Linked DNA regions of Mus musculus: region 1 is linked to region 2. A link is a contact called in public promoter capture Hi-C data. All regions are on one chromosome and are shown on one strand. Each heading gives the region's core, a stretch centred on a gene start, on an enhancer-like site or on the middle of the called end of the contact. The rest is flanking DNA. Distances are from core to core; before and after follow the strand shown.

Evidence for each region. Promoter capture Hi-C pulls out the DNA fragments that hold promoters and counts their contacts.
Region 1: a promoter capture Hi-C map of the HPC-7 cell line shows a contact between it and region 2, with 2.6 times the contacts expected there. The contact joins the enhancer-like site here to the promoter of Mbd5 in region 2. A contact is called at or near these places in 7 of 39 promoter capture datasets (the 3T3-L1 cell line, 3T3-L1-derived adipocytes, the C10 cell line and 3 more), 3 of 484 Hi-C or Micro-C datasets (cortical neurons, nephron progenitors and olfactory sensory neurons), 3 of 115 datasets of contacts at active chromatin or transcription factors (the HPC-7 cell line, the SCID.adh cell line and fetal liver) and 2 of 9 other capture datasets (adipose tissue and pancreatic islet).

Annotation. Positions count from the first base shown.
Region 1 is chr2:49,066,805-49,069,504 of GRCm38.p6, reverse strand. All of the region lies in intron 2 of Mbd5 (methyl-CpG binding domain protein 5), which reads right to left. Among named protein-coding and RNA genes, the nearest start is that of Mbd5, 120 kb to the right of the region's middle. Within about 2 kb of position 1,399, at least 4 of the 459 cell types and tissues checked have an H3K27ac peak or open chromatin away from gene starts, as enhancers often do. A contact at or near this core is called in the HPC-7 cell line, where this site is marked.
Region 2 is chr2:48,948,077-48,950,776 of GRCm38.p6, reverse strand. It overlaps Mbd5 (methyl-CpG binding domain protein 5), which reads right to left and starts at 1,269. Exons shown (of 17, transcript NM_029924.2): 1 at 1,228-1,269. It overlaps Orc4 (origin recognition complex, subunit 4), which reads left to right and starts at 1,510. Exons shown (of 14, transcript NM_011958.4): 1 at 1,510-1,660.

The DNA.
Region 1 (2,700 bases), core at 150-2,649, 120 kb before region 2:
AATATTTTGTTAAAAAAGATTTTAAAACTAATTGAATAAAATCTAAACCAGACATTACAAAAGAGTAAAAGAAAAAATAAGAGGTCAAATTCAGGTTTAAAAAAGTGAAATACAAGGGGGAAATGACCCATAATTAGTATATAGAAATTCTTCAGCTAGATTGACTAACAACACTTAAATTATTAAAATCAAGAATAATTTGCAGGATTGGAGAGGTGGCTGGGAGGCTAAGGTCATTGTTCATGCAGATGCCCCAGGTTCAGTCCTAGTACCTACAAAATAGCTCACATCCATCTGTAAGTTAAATTTCAAGGTCTCTGCCAGTACCAGGCACACATGTAGTACAAGTACTAATACTCGGGCAAAACAGTTCACATAAAATAAAATGAATAAACCTAAAAGAAGAATTTCCAAACAGAGTATATTGAGCATAATCAACAGTAATGAAAATAAAAATTATAACGAGTTCCTAAGAGTCAACCACTTTTACCAGTTTTGTTTTTGTTTTGTTTTTTTTTATCTAGCATTAATTTTACAATAGTTCTTGACCTTTTGTTTCTTTCTTCATTCATCAAATTTAATCAGCAACAACTGTTTCAAAATTATGGATCAATATATTTTCTGTGTCCACAGTTTACATTTCTCAAATACCGTTAAAATATGGGGTTCAATGGGTGGCAATTGTTTGTGTAATTATGGCTTGGAAACAGTGAAGGCCTGTTGTAACCTGGCTAATTTGGTATAAAACTGAAGGGCTTAGGGATAATTCTAACAGTGATATGAAACATCTGTACCTTGACTAAAATATAACACTGATGAGAGAAAAGAAGAAACAAATGGAGCTACATACATCATCAGAAACAAATGGAGCAACATACATCATCAGGGACTAATCATGTGAATGTCTACAGAACTAATGTGATACACAATTCAATTTATCATTGTAAACATTATCATTTTCTTTCGCATGTCTAGAAAAGGCAGTACTAAACACTGTATAGATCCAGACAAAACCAAAATCAAATAAGAAATATGGGGCTAAATACTTACAATGGAAGCATGACACCCCTTCATTGCAAAATATAAAGTTATAAGAAAAAGAGGTCACAAAAAGAGAAGATTGACTAATAACAGTAGGAAATCCAAGAAGTACTCAAGCAACAAAGATGTCAAATATGTAGAGTGGAGGAAAATGTACTTTCAATAAATGGCTTTGGATGGTTATGCAGAGATTAAAACTGCATAACATCTCTTAAAATTATCTTTACTATGTATAAAAATTAACTACAATTGGGTAAGAGTCCTAAGCATAAAACCTGCAATAACAACACTACATAGTCTACAACATTGTTTTAGAAAATTATTTCTTAGGACCCTAAAACCACAAGGAACAAAAGAGGAACTGCCAGAAGGGAGGGACTGTATGAACTAAGACTGTGACAAAAGAAACAAATGACCTAGACTAGGAGGAAGTAGTTCTCCCACCATACAGGTGAAGAACAAGCTAGTCTCCAAAATATATGTACTAATATAACTCAAGAAAAAGAATATATTAAAAGTAAGTAAATTATCTAAATATACATTTTTCAAAAGACAAGTGGAAATGGCAAACACATAATTAAAATAATAAAAATCTGTTAATTACCAAGAGAATACAAACGAAACCAAAAGGGAATATCATCCTATGTCCATCAAGATGGTTATTAAAAGTTATTTTCTGGGCTGGAGAGATGGCTCAGTGGTTAAGAGCACCAACTGCTCTTCCAAAGGTCCTGAGTTGAAATCCCAGCAACCACATGGTGGCTCACAACCATCTGTAATGGGGTCTGATGTCCTCTTCTGGTGTGTCTGAAGAGAGCAATGGTAGTGTACTCATATGCATAAAATAAACAAATAAATCTTTAAAAAAAGTGTTATTTTCCCTACTTCAAAATTCATGTTCTTCCTTTAGATTCTAGGTGGGGCAGAATTGTTCCTACAAAACAGAAAAGGACCTTATGTGATCTACCAAGTTGCAACTCAACACACATCCAACATTCATGACACTATATCCATGGTGTAGTCTTACACACACAGGCTCCAAAGACTTTCACTAAGAGATGTGAAATTCCAACTCATGAGTAAAGCTTTTAATTTTTTCCTATAAGCTTGTTAGTACTGTCAACTTGACATAAACTGGAGTTTCTGGGAAGAAGGAAAATTGAGGGACTGGATCTCTAAGATTGCCTCTAGGGGTCTGAGGGGCATACTTATTTTCCTTAACTGTTTACAAGAGAGGCTCAGTCTGAGAGTTGCCTGGGGGAACTGGTCTTGGGTTGTATAGGACAGAAGGCTGAGCAAGGCATGGGATCGAACCAGTAGGGAACCTCTCTTGTTCTTGTTCCTGCCTGGACTTCTATTGTGGCCATCTATGATCAGGCTCTGTAAGTAAGAGAACCTCTTTCCTTCCCCATCTTGTTCTTTGTTCTGTGTTTAATCATAGAAACAAAAACCAAATTAGTAGACAGTCCCTTTTCATATCTGTCTGTTGACGTCTAAACATGTAATAAGGATGAAGATTCATAAAATAAGCTACACACTTTGATAACTGATGCTCCAATTAGAAAATTAAACAAAAAATACCTGATGTTGATGTGAACTATGACAATCAAAGTGATAAAATTGCTCCATCAAGGTTATTTTCAAAATAACAATTACAAG
Region 2 (2,700 bases), core at 20-2,519:
TGCCATTCAGACAAAATGAAAAATGGAGAAGCTAAACACCTAACGTAAAACCAGTCAAGTCTTTCAACACTAAAGTCAATATCCAAGCCACAGACAAGCAAAGAGAGAGAAACACTCAGGTCTACAACTGGTTAAAGCAGTTCCAACACAATTCAGATCCCGACATTTTCCCACTCAGAAACAAATGCAGGCAGCTTTTCCTGAGGAAAGAGGAAAAAAAAATCTCTCCAAACGTAATTTTTTAAGTGACATCCAGAAAGTATGCCTCTTTTCTGTCTCTTTCCCTGGCGCCTCATTGGAGGAAGGAGGGGGTTGTTTTTGTATTCTCCCCCAGTGAAGCAAGACACAATCAGATGTTAGCTGGAGAAAGCACTTTTGACAACAGCAAATAAAAATAAAAGTGTCCTTCCTTCCCTGACAGGGTGGACACCCCACCTCACACACCCCTCCTCACTCCCGCCCCTCCTTCACTCCCCCCCCCCCCAGCACCACCCCCTCCTCACCCCGGAGCTCCACTGCGTATGAGGTTTGGTGCTACTGCTGCCCCGGAGTGAAAGTCAGAGCCAGAGGAAGGCAATGGAGCCCCCACAGACACACTTACCTTTCCTGCCCCCCACTTTTGAGTGCCTTCCCTGGAGCTGTGGAGGATGACACAAAGGGTAATAAAGGGGGGGAGTGGAGGAGGAGGAGGCGAAGGAGGAGGAGGAGAGCTGGGGAAGTGGCTGCTCCCGGTGTAGGGAGATGTCTTCAGCCAGGGCCAAGCAGCAGCAACAGCAACAGCAGCAGCAGCAGCAGCAGTAGCAGCAGCAGCAGCCAAGGGTCTGTGTTGCTAAGAGGCTTTTGGTCTCTTTCTCTCCTTCTCTCCCGGCCACAGAGAAGGAGGGTGGAGGGGGCTCTGGAAGCAGGCGTGTGGAGGGCTGAGCGGGTAGGAGTCGTGGATGGGGGTTTTTCTAAGAAGAAGAAACTCCTCTCCTCTCTCAGGCTCAATTCCCCCACTCGGGGCTCAGAGCTGGAGGGTGGGGGAGGAACTCGGCCGCCTTCCCCCCACCCCCCTCAATTCAAGGTTGAAGTGGGGTAAAATTAGTGTCCTGTCCCTTTAAAAATAGAAATAAAAGGTGCCCCCCCTCTGCCACTGCCTCTCTCTTCATCATCAGCTGCTGCTGCTGCTGGGGTCTCTCTGCTTGGGGGGGAGGGGGGGCTCGGGGAGACGAGACGGGAGGCACTCACTGCGCATGTCCCGTTCTGACGGGAGGCTGGTTGGTGGAAGGCAAGGAGGAGGGGGAGGGGAGGAAATGAGATGGTTTTCCCAGAAGGCTCCAAGGCGCTGGCGACCCGGAAGCCATTGTAAGCAGGGGGTAGCCGGGCGGGGGCGGGAAGAGGGAGGAAGTTGCTACTCTAGAGCAGCCCCAGCTGCCTCCTCCCTCCTCTGGGAGAGCGGAGGGACGGAAGTAGGCGGGGACCGACCTGAAAGCAGGTCACGTGGTGGGGCGGAGCGGGGGCGGGGCCGCCAAAGCCGGCCGGTCGCCGTGCATGCTGGGAGTTGCTGTGCGCGGTGGGCTGCAGTAGGAGCAGCGGGACTGAGAAGGTGGTGAACATCCTTCGGTCCTCACCGTCGGCGGCGGCCGGCTTTGCCCGATTTAGGCAGGCTTGACTGGGAGAGGTAAGGCCGGTCTCGTAGGCAAGGTGAGGGCCGCAGTGGCTACGGGCGGGTGGACAATCTGAGGGGAGTGGGAGGCTCGTGCAGGCCGGGTAGGCCTAAAGCAGGAGGCCTGCCCCTGGCTCTCGGCTTCCGGGAGCTGCTGTGGACGAAGCGGGCACAGAGCTCAGCAGAGACGGGCTACAGAAGGCTTTTGGGTGAGGAACATGATTGGGCAGTGTTGAGAGGTCAGGTTCTCTGCAGAGAGAGAAGCACTACCTGCTTTAGAGCGTGCGACATATTTGGAAAAACCTAACCAGATGTGTGCCTTTTGATCAGCTTCTGCGGTAGCCTTGCTCATACACATCCTGCCTTCCTGACTTTTCTGTTTTCTTTGGGATTTTGGAGAAGCTGTAGGCATGTAGGCAAGGAACGGGCAGGAAAGGTCTGAGTGAGGGCTCCCTGCATGCTCTCTGCCTTAATGCTGCAAACACAAAAGACTGCCCGTTTGAGGATGCTTGGGATTGTTTGGTCTTTCATACAGAGTTTTGTCACTAAAAAAGAAAAGCCTTGAAATATTCTTTTCTTGTGGAGCTAAAGAGAAAGCTTTTTGTCTGGGTGTTTCTTTTTTTTATAGTGAAATAACGGCTTCTTTTTCATTTTAACTTTCTTCGTTAGTCTTTTAGCTGGTTTTTGTCAAGATACATCGGAGGACTATTACCTCGTCTTTAATAATCCAAGTTACATTAAAAAAAATTCAAAATCGGAGATCTTCGCACTTACTCTTACTTAGTCTTAACTATTTTAGTTCTGCTCAGTAGGATTCAGTCTGTTAAAAGTTACACATTTTCCCGAATTGTTCTTGGTGCAAGTCTATACAGTACGCTATTTAATGTATCCATTGCACGGTGCTTTTTTTTTTTTTTCCTTCGTCCTAGGGAGGTAATTATGTCAGATGGGTTCAAAACAAAACTCCAGTGCCCTAAAATTTTTATTAGAAAACCAAGTCTCAATCTTCTTATAGAAAACTATTATGACCTAGGTAAAACTTTTAAATCCTGTTT